Linked DNA regions of Mus musculus: all the other regions are linked to region 3. The links are chromatin contacts, called in public HiChIP or PLAC-seq maps. All regions are on one chromosome and are shown on one strand. The core of a region is the stretch at or near the end of the contact, and the rest is flanking DNA. Distances in the headings are between cores, read along the strand shown.

What was found. HiChIP or PLAC-seq counts read pairs in DNA pulled down with a chosen protein or histone mark.
Region 1: an H3K4me3 HiChIP or PLAC-seq map of embryonic stem cells shows a contact between it and region 3, with 9 read pairs. The contact joins the promoter of Tle5 here to the promoter of Zfp873 in region 3. A contact is called at or near these places in 1 of 39 promoter capture datasets (cranial neural crest), 1 of 484 Hi-C or Micro-C datasets (nephron progenitors) and 5 of 115 datasets of contacts at active chromatin or transcription factors (astrocytes, embryonic stem cells, stem cell-derived neural progenitor cells and 1 more).
Region 2: an H3K4me3 HiChIP or PLAC-seq map of embryonic stem cells shows a contact between it and region 3, with 35 read pairs. The contact joins the promoter of Tle6 here to the promoter of Zfp873 in region 3. A contact is called at or near these places in 7 of 39 promoter capture datasets (the C10 cell line, the HPC-7 cell line, cranial neural crest and 4 more), 3 of 484 Hi-C or Micro-C datasets (Sertoli cells, forebrain and nephron progenitors), 12 of 115 datasets of contacts at active chromatin or transcription factors (the 230-238 cell line, T-cell acute lymphoblastic leukemia, bone marrow-derived macrophages and 5 more) and 3 of 9 other capture datasets (embryonic stem cells, liver and pancreatic islet).

Annotation. Positions count from the first base shown.
Region 1 is chr10:81,556,889-81,561,413 of GRCm38.p6, reverse strand. Tle5 (TLE family member 5, transcriptional modulator) reads right to left here and starts at 1,970. Exons shown (of 7, transcript NM_010347.4): 1 at 1,746-1,970; 2 at 98-195. The coding sequence starts at 1,772.
Region 2 is chr10:81,597,943-81,602,637 of GRCm38.p6, reverse strand. Tle6 (transducin-like enhancer of split 6) reads left to right here and starts at 1,738. Exons shown (of 14, transcript NM_053254.2): 1 at 1,738-1,840; 2 at 2,523-2,603; 3 at 3,500-3,561; 4 at 3,982-4,027. The coding sequence starts at 2,559. It overlaps Gm32024 (a long non-coding RNA gene), which reads right to left. Exons shown (of 3, transcript XR_003949022.1): 3 at 3,268-3,627.
Region 3 is chr10:82,046,422-82,050,748 of GRCm38.p6, reverse strand. Zfp873 (zinc finger protein 873) reads right to left here and starts at 2,626. Exons shown (of 4, transcript NM_001319203.1): 1 at 2,520-2,626. The coding sequence starts at 2,522. It overlaps Gm46195 (a long non-coding RNA gene), which reads left to right and starts at 2,701. Exons shown (of 2, transcript XR_001779681.1): 1 at 2,701-2,860; 2 at 3,163-4,302.

The DNA.
Region 1 (4,525 bases), core at 721-3,220, 490 kb after region 3:
CCTGAGCCCTGAGATGACAGAGGCACCCCCCACCCGGCCTTCCTTCAAGCCACAGACAACTCTACAGACACATGGAGGTGCCCTGGTCCGGGCTCACCTGTGATACTGCGCTTGCAGCAGCTGGAACTCATCTTTGATGCGGTCACAGGAGTCGGAGGTGGTGAACTTGAGCTGCTGAGGGAGGTGGGAGGAGCCCTGCGGGGGCAGGAGGGTGAGCGGCGTCCTGCCCCGCCCATGCCCCACTTCCTGGGCTGCCAGGAAGGGGCTGTGAGGCCCCTAGGCAGTGGGGACACTTTTACACACTGGTCATTTGGGAGGGGCGGGCACCCATGGGGCGGGGTGCACCTCTGTCCTCCAGATGCTCCCAGAGGAATTCCCCAGAAAGCCCCTCTAAGTCAATCAGGGTGGCACAGGCCTCCCTTCAAAGCCGGCATGGAAGAGGCACCTAACTTACCACCCTACATTTCCTGGGAGTACCCCCATCACACCTGTTTCCTCACGGGTGTGCTCTTCAGGAAGGGACCCCCCCAAAGCTGCCCAGGCCCCAGCCAAAGCCACAGAGAAATCATGGCCTGGGAGTTAGGGAGAGCTGGAAGCTGGGGGGCTGGGGAGCGAGGGGGGTGGGATATGTACAGGGCCGGCATCTGAGGGCACTGGGTCAGGAGTTAGGGTGTAAGATCTCGGATCTGGGGAGCAAGGCTAGGGGCAGGGTGTGGGGAGCAAGGCCACTGGGAGCTGGTGTGGGAGACGACAGATGGGCTTGGACATGAGAGGGACGGAGCCTAGTGCTGGGGGGGCGGGGGGTGGGAAGACTGCGGGGTATCCGGCTCCGGACAAGGGAGCACTGGACATTATACGGGCACAGGGTCTCCCCAACCCTAGTGCTGAGGGTGCAGGATGGGGGCTGGGAGGAGGAAGGCCGCTGGGGTGCGGGGCCTGCAGCTGGAGGAGGGACGCGGAGCCAGGCTGGGGGTGGCGCTGGGCCCGGATGGTGACGCCAGGCCCGACAGGGCTGGAGAGAGAGACAGGGGGTGCGGGAACTGTATTGGGGGGTAGAGGGCACCAGACTTGGGGCCAGGGCAGATCTGAGGTGGAAAGAAGTGCAGGGCCGAGGTGATGGTGGGTGCAGGGCCTTGGACTTGGTGGCAGGCCAGTCTGAAGCTCTTAGAGAGCTGGGCCTGGGGGGGGGGGGGTGCACCGAGGTGGGGATGCAAGATCTAGGGCTGGAGGACATGCGCGTCTGGGGTGAGGGGATGATGGGCTTGTGACTGGGGTGCTGCAGCTCTGGGCCTGAGCCCCAGGTCAGGAAGACAGGCCGAATGCGGCTGCAGTGGGGTGCGGGCTGATCCGGAGCCCGGGGGTGGGGGGTGGGGGTGGAAGAAGACCTTGGAGTCGGGTTGGGCGAGGTGTGGGGGAGGCGGTGAGGGGACTCAGGGCAGGGATCAAAGTTCAGGGATCCGGGCTGAAGGATGCAGTGCTGGACTGGTGGGGTGCGTAGGGTCTGGGTTGTGGGGTGCAAGGACCTTGGGGAAGAGCCCAGGGCTGGGGGGACAGAACAGGCCTGTGGGAGCTGGGGAAGCGTAGGGAGCCCCTGGGACAGGCCCTGGGCGGGGAGAGAGACGGGATCCGACCTAGAAGGGGTGCAGTGAGATGAGCTGGGGTGCAGGGTGAGCGCCGGAGGTGCAGTGAGCTGAGCTGGGGGTGCAGGGAGAGCTCTGGGGTGCAGTGCGCGGGGTTCCCCTTACCGAGTGCCGGCTTTGCGGAAACATCATGTCAGTCGCGGGGGGCGCGGGCTGCGCCCCGGCTCGGGCGGCTCGGGGGGCGCCGGGCGGCCGCGCTTTGTCCCCGATCGACAGCTCCGGGGCCCCGCGTCCCGCCTCCTGCGCCGCCCGCCGCCCGCCCGCGCCGCCCGCGCTATTGTGTAATGGCGACGCGGTGCCGCCCGGGCTCCCGCTCCACCTGCCGCGCCCGGCACTGCGCAGGCCCGGACGCCCCACCCGTGACCTTGGCCCCGCGCGCCCCGCCCCCGCCACGGCCCGGAACCCCAGCTGGAGGCCTGCCTCAGTGCCCCCCGCCCCCAGTCCCAAGGCCACAGACTCGCAGCCTGGACACCCAGGCTTCACGGTGGATTTATGGAGTGCCTACAGTGTGCTATGTCCTCTTTGGAGTCGGGAGGGTTGGCACGGCTGGGGGCCACACTGGGCAGTAGAGTGACACCTGTCCCACAGAGGTAGGATGGGGGCCCAGTCCTGTAATCTAATGACTGGGGTGCAGAGGCAAGAGGATCAAGAGTTCTCGGCCAGCCTGGGTTACCAGAGAGCCTGTCTTAAAACAACAAAAAGTAAGACATGGTTTGTTCTGGGGTACAAGACCTATTACCAGTGCTGGGTAGGTTGAGGTAGGTGGAAGCCAGCCTGATCTACACAGTGAATACAGCCTGGGCTATAGGAGCCCTTATCTCAAAACATGAAAAAGTTAAATCGGGCCACAGGAGGTGGTGGTGGCCGACACCTTTAATCCAAGCACTCAGGGCAGAGGCAGGTGGATCTCTGATTTGAGACCAGCCTGGTCTACATAGAGACTTCTGGGACAACCAGGGCTACAAAGAGAGACCTGTCTCATAAATAAAAGGTAAGAGTTCCCCAGGTCCTAGTGTGATCCCAACACTTGGGAAGCTGAGGCAGGAGGATTATCGAAAATTCAGCATCAACCTGTGACCCAGCTTACTGAGGTGAGACCTGTCCAAAAACAAAACAAAACAAAACAAAAACAAATGATTAAAACAAATATGCTGGTGTGGTAACACAAGCCTTTAATCTAAGCCCTTGGGAGGCAGAGGCAGGCAGATCTCTGTAAATTCAAGCCCACCTTGTGAGTTCCAGGGCAGCCAGGGCTCCATGAGCCCTGTCTTAAAAAATAATAAAAAATAAATAGGAGCCGGGCGTGGTGGCACACGCCTTTAATCCCAGCACTCGGGAGGCAGAGGCAGGTGGATCTCTGAGTTCGAGGCCAGCCTGGTCTACAAAGTGAGTTCCAGGACAGCCAGGGCTATACAGAGAAACCCTGTCTCGAAAAACTAAAAAAAATAATAATAATAATAATAATAATAAAATAAATAAAATAGTTCTTTGGGCCAATACTATTTACCCCAACACTTCAGAGCAAGCTGAGGCAGGAGGATTCCTACAATTTCAGGCTAGCTTGAGCTGTATAACAAGACCCTGTCTCAAACATTTCCTTACCTGAGACAGACAGAGACGAATATCACTGAGTGTCATACTCAAATGGCCACGAGGTTAGAGAGGAGAGGTTACAGTGGCCAGCCAAGCTCAGCCAGGCCATGGCTATGGCAAACCCCGGTGGGGAGAGATTGGGACCTCCCCTAGCCACAGAGGGCAGAGGAAGGTAAGAGGAAGCCTTAGAGACTGCAGGCCTCAAGAGACAGGACCAGGCCTCTGATTCTGGTATCCCGGAGGCAGGAGTCCACGCGGCTGCTCCTGATACCGACCCATATCCTGCTCACAGGACTTTTGGATAAGGGTCCCACTGTTGACCTGTGACATTGTCTTATTTTATTTTATAGAAACAGGGTCTCATGTAGCTCAGGCTGGTCTGGAACTCTGGAGCAGAGGAAGACCCTGAACTCATGGCCCTCATGCATGAGACCAGCCTTCCCTGTGATCATCGACCTTTCTGTGGCTTTCTGGCAGTCCCTGATTCCAACAGGGCCAGAGGTGTCAGGTGTCACAGCAGCAGCTGGTCCTATGTGGTCACATCCCTGCCTTGACTTTCCAGCCTCCAGGATGGCACAGTTTATCTTGTAGTAACTACTAAGTAGTTACTTAGTTACTTAGTTAGTCTAGTGCTGAGTACCAGACTCAGCAGCTTTTTTCTTTCTTTTTTTTTTTTTTTTTTTTTTCTTTTTGTTTTTTTGAGACAGGGTTTCTCTGTGTAGCTTTGGATGTCCTGGAACTCACTCTGTAGACCAGGCTGGCCTCGAACTCAGAAATCTGCCTGCTTCTGCCTTCTGAGTGCTGGGAGTAAAGGCGTGCGCCACCACTGCCCGGCCAGACTCAGCAGCTTAAGAGGATGGGACACCACTGAGGGAGGCCCAGACACAGGCCGGACACTGGAGAGCAGGGCAGGCCACTGCGGGCCCAGGAATCACCATGGCTGCTGTTTTTGAGACAGGCATTTGTTTGTTTGTTTGTTTATCATCTGAGCAGTGGTGGCACATGTCTTTTAAGTCTCATCACTCAAGAGGAAGAGGTAGTGAGTTCAAGGCCAACCTGGTCTACGGAGACCTCTCTAGGACAGCCAGTACTACACAGTGAGACCCCAAAAAGCCGATGGATGGATGGATGGATGGATGGATGGATGGATGGATGGATGGTTGGATGAATGTATAGATGGGTGGGTGAGTGGGTGGGTGGATGAATAAACAACAAACAAGCAATTTTTCCTTTCCCTTTATTTAATTATTTATTTATTCATTAATTCATTTATTCATTTTATATCCCAATCA
Region 2 (4,695 bases), core at 489-2,988, 450 kb after region 3:
AAACATTTGTACACTTAATTTGTTTGTTTGTTTGTTCCCAGACCGTGTTTCTCTGTGTAGCCCTGGCTGTCCTGGAACCTGCTCAGTAGACTAGGCTGGCCTCAAACTCAGAGATTCATCTGCCTCTGCCATGAACTGGGATAAAAGGCATGCACCACCACTGCCTGGCCTTAAAATATATATTTTTTAAAGATTTATTTATTTAAGGCTGGGCGTGGTGGTGCATGCTTTTAATCCCAGCACTCGGGAGGCAGAGGCAGGTGGATTTCTGAGAACGAGGCCAGCCTGGTCTACAAAGTGAGTTCCAGGACAGCCAGGGCTATACAGAGAAACCCTGTCTCGAAAAAACAAAAAACAAAAAAAAGAGATTTATTTATTTAATATATGTGAGTGCTCTATAAGTCAGAAGAGGGCTTCAGATCGCATTATAGATGGTTGTGAGCCACCGTGTGGTTGCTGGGAATTGAGCCTGGATCCTCTAGAAGATCAGCCAGTGCTCTTAACTGCTGAGCCATCTCTCCAGTCCCTTAAATACTTTTCAATGAAGGAAAAGTTGCTGTGACAGAGGCCTAATTGAGTTGCAATCACTTGTTCATGTGTGGTATGTGGGTGCAAGAGGACACTTCTTGGGAATTAGAACACATTCTCACCTTCTACTGTGTGGGTCGCAGGGATCAAACTCAAGCTGAGCAGCAATGGGCTTTACCCACTAAGCCCTCTCACAGCCCTTTCTGTTTTACACCTGCTTGTACTATGGAAACCAGGCTGGCCCCAAACTCACCGTCACTGCCCCTGCCTCCGAGTCCAAAGTGGTGACTGTGGTTTAATTTCACATCCCCCATCTGTGGCTGGAGTGGACGTAGGAGTGAGGCTAGGGAGGTCCAGAGAGTCCACTCTAACCCAGGCCATCCTCAGCTTACTCCAGGATCCTCCATCCAGGGCCAGGGATGGGGGCTGAGCCTTGCAGGGAGCTCAGGGTTCTGCTTCACTTCCTGTCCTTGAATATGGGGGTCTGGGCTTGTGTGGCTTTGTGCCCGATGTCTTTCCTTTCTCTCTCATTTGAGACAGTCTCCTGTACTCCAAGCTAACCTGGAATTTGCTATCTAACTCAGGACGACCTCGAACTCCTAACCCTCCTACTTTTACCTCCCCAGTGCTGGGATAATGAAGGTGTCTTCAAGTGGTGCTGGGGGTAGGGCCCAGGGCACATGCGGGCCAGCCAGGATGAATCCTGATTCTCCTGTTTCAGTAAGATTTAAAAGAAAAGTGTGTGTGGGGTGTGTGTGTGTGTGTACGTGCAAGAGTGAGTTGTGAGTTCGTGGTCCACCCTGTGGATCCCAGGGATCGAGTTCGGATCAAACGTCTAGGCCGCAATCACCTTCACCTGCTGATCCGTCTCGAATGCCCCAAATAATCAGACTTTTCACCAAACACTCTGAAATTCTCCCAGCTCCCGAATCGCCACACCTGGAACGCGAGGGTTAAGCCGAAGCAGGAACTCCGTGATTGACAGCACGGCCACAAACTGAGCAATGAGCATTCTGGCTCGCAGCCCACGTGGGCTCGCCGCCTTCTGATTGGTCAGGGCCTGCAGGGGCGGTTCGCTGAGTCCGGGGCCCACGTGCACCGTGGCCTGGGCCCTGATACACGCTTCCCTCGGTGGGTGCAGGGGGCGTGGTGTGTGGGTGTGGCCTAGTAGGGCGTGGCCTAGGCTGGAGGGGCGGGGTGAGAGGGGTCAAATGGCCCGGGGCCCAGCAGGAGGGGCTTCCTCCTGGCCTGACCCTGGCTGACCTCAGAGGCTTCCTCTGGGATCCCTGGGGCCTCCCTAACCTCAGAGGTGGTGCGTGAGGGCAGCCCGCTTCCTGCGGGCGGGTCGGGAGAAGAGGGAGCCCGAGGGAGGGGTGTGGACCCTCACAAAACCGACTTCAGCGGGGAGTTTACCTAGGTTGAGTGATTTGGGAGTGAACCAAGTGTCGTTTCTCTTGTCTCCTTTATTCTTTTTTGAAAAATGTTTTAAGTGTGTGCCTGAGCGTATATATTTGCACCACATGCAGGCTTAACTAGTACGCCTGGAAAACTTTTTTTGTTTTGGTTTGTTTTGGTTTTTTGGCTTATTGGTTCCTGGCTGTCCTGGAACTCACTTTGTAGACCAGGCTGGCCTCGAACTCAGAAATCTGCCTGCTTCTGCCTCCTAAATGCTGGGATTAAAGGCGTGTGCCCGGCCTGCCTGGCAAACGGTCCACGACTAGCCACATTTCTGGCTGATCCCGCTAGGGAGTTGGAGGTGCCTGGTTCTCTATTCTTGGTATCTGAAGAGATACTAATGAGGCCCTTAGCTGGGGGTGTGTGTCTGAAACCTTAGTAGTAGTAGTAAAGCCGGGTCTTGGGGAAAGGGAGCGCAGAAGACATGGGGATGGGGAAGGGGCTTCCTCCCCAGCTGGGTCCAGATGATGAAGAGGCTACGGGGATGGGGGTGGGAGTCGGCTTTTCTGCCTTCTAAAAACCTATACCTGTTCTTATAGGACTTAATCAGATTTGTGACCTCAAGAATCTTCTAGATGACTTCCCACAGACAGAGCAGTGACACCTTTGGTGGAATTTTGGTGAGAGAGAAATGGTGGTGAGGGGCACAGTTAGCTTCCTCTCTTCCTACTGTGTTTGGGGTTTTGGAGACTAGTTCTCTCTGCCCCCCCCACCCCCACCCCGCACCGGGAGCTCATGCAATCCTGCCTACCTAGCTAAGATGAAAGGCCTGCACCCCAGCCTGAGCCCCTCAGTGCCTGCACCTGTGACCCCTGACAGCGCAGGTGAAAACCCCCATAGACCAGACCGGGCCCACATTTTCCCAATGTCAATCAAGTGGTGATTATTAACACTAGGTGTTCACCTGGTGTGGTCAGGGCTGAGCCTCTCCTAGCAAGTGGCTCTTTAGTTCCATGTGTTAACACTATATTGGGATTAAAGATCGTTGCCCAGCTTTAATCCACACTTGGGAGGCTGAGGCAGGTGGATCTTTTAGTTCAAGGACAGCCAGCTCTAGGTAATTCCAGAACAATCGGCTACATAGACCCTTTGGGGGAGGAGTTATATCTCCTCCCTCCTCCTTTCCCCTTCTTTTCCTTCCTTGTTTCTCTAAAAGTTAAGGTAATATCAGAAGTCTGTGTACTAAATTGACTGTAGGGCAGTGGTTCTCAACCTGTGGGTCGTGACCCTTTGGTGGTTCCATACCCTGAATGTCAGCTTTTTGCATTCATAACGCTAGTAATGTTACGGTTATAGGAACAAAAGTAATGTTTTGGTTGGAGGTCACCACAACATGAGGAACTGTACTAAAGGGTCGCAGCATTAGGAAGATTGGGAACCACTGTTCCAGAGCCTAGAAGATTCTACCATGCTCTGCCACACCTAAAGAGATCCAGGGCTGGAAGCTAGACATGACTCCACACCTGGGACTTCAGGGAGATGCAGGCTTTATAGTTTTGACCTTTGACCTTTCCAGCCTTCCACCTTATCCAGTCGGTATTTGTCCATCGTGAACCAGCTTCCGGAGGAGTTCAGCAGGTGAGGGTTTCTCTCAGGGCCCCACATCTGCAGGACGGATCCTTGTCCCCAAAGAACCAGCTGTGCCTGGACAGTGGGAAGTCAGCCTAGTTTCCAGTGAAATGTTGTTTGGGTTTGTTTTTAAGCCCGGGTGTTGTTTTTTGTAGTGGTGCAGGCTGAGACAGGAGGATGGCAAGTTCTAAGCCACCAAACCTGTCTTCAAACGATTGCTGGCTGGGAGAATGCTCAAGGGCAAAAAAACAAAAACAAAACAAAAACTGCCTGCCTGCCTAGCACGGGCAAAGGCCAGGGTCAGTCTTGAGAGTTTGGATGGCGTCTTCCCCTTCATTTATAGATTAGGGGGCTCATCCTCTTGGGGTTCCACCCTAGAAATGCAGGGGCTTTTTCTAGAAGAATGTGCAATTTCTTTCCCCCACTCAGCGTCGTCTCTGAAATGATGGTTCACCTAGAGAACATCTTCAGCCTGGTGAGTCCACCCTGGTGGCAGCCGAGGTGGGGGTGGGGGGAGGATGCTGGGGTGGGGGTGGGGCAAAGGCATGACCTGTACAAAAGTCCCTGGGGCAGGAGGGAGCCTGGCTGGTTGGGGGTGGGGGTGAAGCAGCAAGAAAATGCTCTGTATGTCACCTAGGGAGAGGGAGGCAGGCAGGGCCCTGAGGACTGCAAGAAAATTAAGCTTGGCTTTTCATTAAGAACAATATAGTAAGTAGTATTTAAAAGCTAAGATAGACAGAGCAAAGTGGCACACACTGTCATCCTGGCACTGGGGAGATGAAGGATTGTTCTTGGCTATAGTGAGTTCAAAGCCAGGCCAGGCTATGTTGGGACTCTTGTCTCCAAAATAGTCTCAAAGAGGTGAAGACCTTTGCTCAGGGTCACTCCTTGTTGAGACCTACCTCTCACCTGCTGTGTGATTTCAGGTGTCCACTATAAACCAGTCCTTCCTAGAACATCACACACACAGGTGAACTGGGGACTGGACACGTCCCCTGGTAGGACAGAGGCAGGCAGGGAATGGGAGCCATGTCAGCCTCTGGCAGGACATGGTTTGATTCCAGGGAAGTAGGAGCTGCAGAGTGATGGGGACAGAGTCAGGGAGGGAGTTGATTTAGGGTCCACACATCTTGCTGTAGAGCA
Region 3 (4,327 bases), core at 1,377-3,876:
TTAAAGCATTCCACTGCTTTCCTAATCCAAAGTCCCAAAATCTACATCTCTCAAACAAAAGCATGGTCAGGCCTATCACAGCAATACCGCAGGCCCTGGTAGCAACTTCTTAGTTAGGGTTTTAATGCTCTGAGGAGACTCCATGAATAAGGCAACTCTTATAAAGGACAACATTTTATTGGGGCTGATAATGGTTTCAGAGGCTTTGTCCATTATCCTCATGGTGGAAAGCATAGCAGTGTGTATGCAGACTTGCTGCTGGAGGTACAGCTGAGGGTACTATAGGTGATCCTCAGGAAGCAAGGAGGACAGGCAAGGAAAAGGAACACTGGGCCTAGGGGCAGGGCTGTCCATAGAAAATACAAGGGACAAGACAGAGGAAGTAATAGCTGGATCTATTGGATTAGTGAGCTGACCTTCCTGGAAAGATAGGAACATAATGATTTGACTCCCCTGGCATCATTTGCCTAAGGAAATTAGAGTACAAGTTTTAAGAGATAGGATTTGGGCTTGTGAAGGAGCCCTAGGGGAAGTTGCAAGAGGAATGAATATTGCATATGAAGAAAAGTTTGGAAAGTACTGTAGAAATAGATATATAAATGAATATATCTTAATAAAGAGATCTTGCAAGTTTTAGACAAGTTAAAAATATTAACATTATCCTGACCTGTTTAGGCACCATTCTGTTTTCATGCTAATGCTATAACCATATGTTCATGCCTAGATGACCTGTGATGTGGAGTTTTTTCTGAGAGATAAAGGTTAATGTAAAACTTGCTTTAGCAGACACTAAACTGTGTCTTTGGGTGTGCATTATGCTTTCTGGTGGCATAGTTACATGAGGTTTTTCAGAAAAACTAATGTGCTTGAGAAAAGTAATGAAAAGGCTTTGGATTATGTATTACTGCATAACAAGGAAGTGTGTAACCAATAAAAGCCTGAGATGAACTCAGAGAGAAAAAGAAAAGACAAACCAGAAAGCTGTCTCTGAGCTCAGCTTCTGAACAACTATGAGTCACCTGTCAGCTTGAGCCTGCATCATTGCCTGAGACTCTTGACTTCACACTGGTCCAATCCTCCCATTCTCAAGAACCCCAAAACAACTGAGGCTGGTCCTCAGCAATTGTTCCTAGCCACAAAAGTACAAATGATCTTGACTGGTGGCCATGGTGGCACCAAACACAGTGGGGTAAGCACTATTATATCAATCATTAATCAGGAGAATACCCTACACATTTGCCCACAGGCCAGTCTGACTCTAGCTTGTGTCAAACAGACCGAGTCTCAAACAGTACCTCTGAGACATCTCCCAACTCCCAAACACAAGACTTTTAACAAACCTCAATCACCTTAACCCTCAGTTTTCAGCCTGTGAAATGGGCACACTCACATGCAAATTTTTCAAAGTCTGTCAAGTTTAAGACAGAAGAGATGGCTCAGCAACTAAGACTTCTGCTCTAGTGGAAGAGCTGGGTTTGGTTCCCAGCACTAACATGGTGGTAAAAAATTATTCCTAGATCCTGGTGGCGACATCTAATGGCCTCTTTGGTCTTCTATGGACACCAAACACCCAACTGATAAACACAAATACAAGAAAGCCAAACACTTGTGTACAAGAAACAAATGTAGTAAATTAAAAGTACAGATCCCCATATCTCTTATATGTCACCATGGATAAAATGGCCAGAAATACACAGAAGTGGGACAAATATCGGTTGCCAAAACTATAAATATATAATAAAAAAAAAAAAATCAACGAATTCAATCAAAGGAGAGAAATTGCAAGATTGTAGACAAGAAGTCTCAGTATTATTGCAGGACACAATCTGAGCTATGGATTCAACAAACGTCCACTAAAGAGTCTAACGATTTCTGCAATGAACGACAGAAAGCCGATGACAAAAGGTCAGCATGAAAGAAAACATGAACACACAAGGCTGAATAAACAGCACAGTGACACCGTCTGGCTTCTAAGTTACCCTACACCTGCGATAAAGACTGTGCTGTTTGAGAAAGAAAGAGACCAACAAAACACGAGAGAGCACTCAGAAACAGCAACACAGTTAATGTAGGTAACCCAGTAAGTCTGGTCTTACACATGGGATTGGACCACGGTGGCATCTGCATGCGAATGTGTTAATAGCACAGACTTTACACCTGCGCAGAATTCACTGGAGATGGAGCCCACACCTGAATGGCAAATGCCAAGTGAAGAACTTCTAGAAGACTCTAGAGAAACTAGAGCTCTGCAAGTCAGAAAATCTGGCTACCGTGAAACCCGCGCATGCGCGTGCACTGAATGGTGCTTTGCACTTTGCGGACAGCAGGTCCGGCGTCCCAAGTTGTACGCAGGCGCAGAGAGGGGAACTAAGTCGATCAGAGGTCCCGCCTCCGCCTGGGAGATGAGGGGACCTCAGGGGGAACAAAGGGAATCACACCGGGCCCCGCGTCTCGCCGCCGGTTCCCGCACCCCGGGCTCCCGCAGATCCTCCCCGCGTGGGGACGGCGGCCCCGCTCACCATGGTGCGGATTCCGGGCTCACCCACTCTCCTCACAGCTCCTAGCAGCAGTTGAAAAAGCAGCACACAGAACCACAAGAGCTTCCCTAAGACTCACAGTCAAACCTGCAGCATGGTGGCGGAAGTGCCCGCCTCCGTTCTGACTGGCAGTCCGAATCCAGGCTCTGATTGGTTAATAAGGCCTCTGTGACAGGCGCTAACACTCTAGAGTCAAGAGTGCCTTACAGGGACAATGCACAGTGGTTTGCAGGGACAGAACTTTCCCAGAGCTGTGGAGATTGGCATTGCAGCTGAACTTGTGCCTGGATTGCAAAGTCATTCCGGCACTTCTCCTTCACACAGTAGGTATTTCCCCTTCTTCCTCCTGGGCACAGAATGTTAGGTCCTACAACCAGGGATAAAAAACTAAGGTGGGTACTTTATCAGCGCAGAGGCTGTCTGTCAACTTCTCCCTGCATCCCTCAGTCCATACTGCTTACAGAGTTGGCTGGCATGCCCCGACCCTACCCTGAACTTCTACAGCCCTGCTTCCCACAGCGGCCCTTCCCTTTATAATCCAACCATTTAGATTACCTAGGGGTGGGGATGTATTTTTATTTTTCATCTACCCTTTACATTCCCGATCTCTTGGTCTGCCTGAGAGGCTATTGATGGAGCCTAGTTGGAGCACAAGACCAGAGCATACTGGAGAGCCCAAAACCAAGGGATGATCACCAAGAACAGCGCAGAGTGCTACAGAGGGCAGAGCTGGAGATATGACTCAAGCCCTTTGGAGGAGCCCAGAAGATAATGTGTGTGGATCCCCAACATTGGAACAAGAAGGTGTGAAGTTGAAGTTGCCTCGGAGACTATATTAGAGATGCCAGAGCCATAGAATACCTGCCAAGGAAAACTGCTAATAGGAAGTGGAGCCAGCCAAGAGAAAGAATTGTGTTTCAGTCACCAAAGCTGAAAGGAGTTAGAGATTAGACATGAAAATGCAGAGTTTGGCGTTTCCCCAGCTGATTTCTGGTCTGGCTTTGGTCCAGTATTTCCTCACTATAATTTTGGACTGGTCATGTGCATCCTGTGATGTTGAAAATACACAATTTCCATTATGATTGAGATTTTTTTTCAGGTGATTACAGTTAAGAGATTGCATAAGTCTCAGAAGAGACTCTGAACTTTGGACTTTTAAACATTGTTGAGACTATGATATACTATGGGGACTTTTGCATTGTGGCTATGATGGCCCCTATAGACTTGTGTGTTTAAACAAGGATGTAAGGCCAGGAAATGGAATGTGGTGGTTTGAATGTGCTTGGCCCATGGGGATTGGCACGACTCAGGTGTGTCAATGTTGGGGTAGGTATGGCCTTGGAAGATGTGTGGCACTTAGCGAGGTGGGTGTTGAGGCTCCTATGGTCAAGCTTCATCCAGTGTGGGAGACTGCCTCCTCGTGGCTACCTAGGGAAGACAGCCTGTCCTGTACTGGGTACAATCAGATCAAGATGTAGAACTCTTGGCTCCTTCAACACCTTGACTGCCTGCTCACTGCTATGCTCCTACCATGATGATAATGGACTGAACCTCTGACAATGTAAGCCAGCCCCAACTAAATAGATTTCTTTATAAGACTTGCCATGGTCATGGTGTTTTTTCATAGCAATAGAACCGTAACTAAGGCACACACTCAACAATGCTTATGCCTTTTACAATAATTGAATGGTGTGAACCCAAATGGACAGGCAGTTGTACAACATGGCTCTCATGTGGCTATCACTAAAATTGTGACATCTGTTAAGGCATTCTTTCCTTGTGTTGTTTCT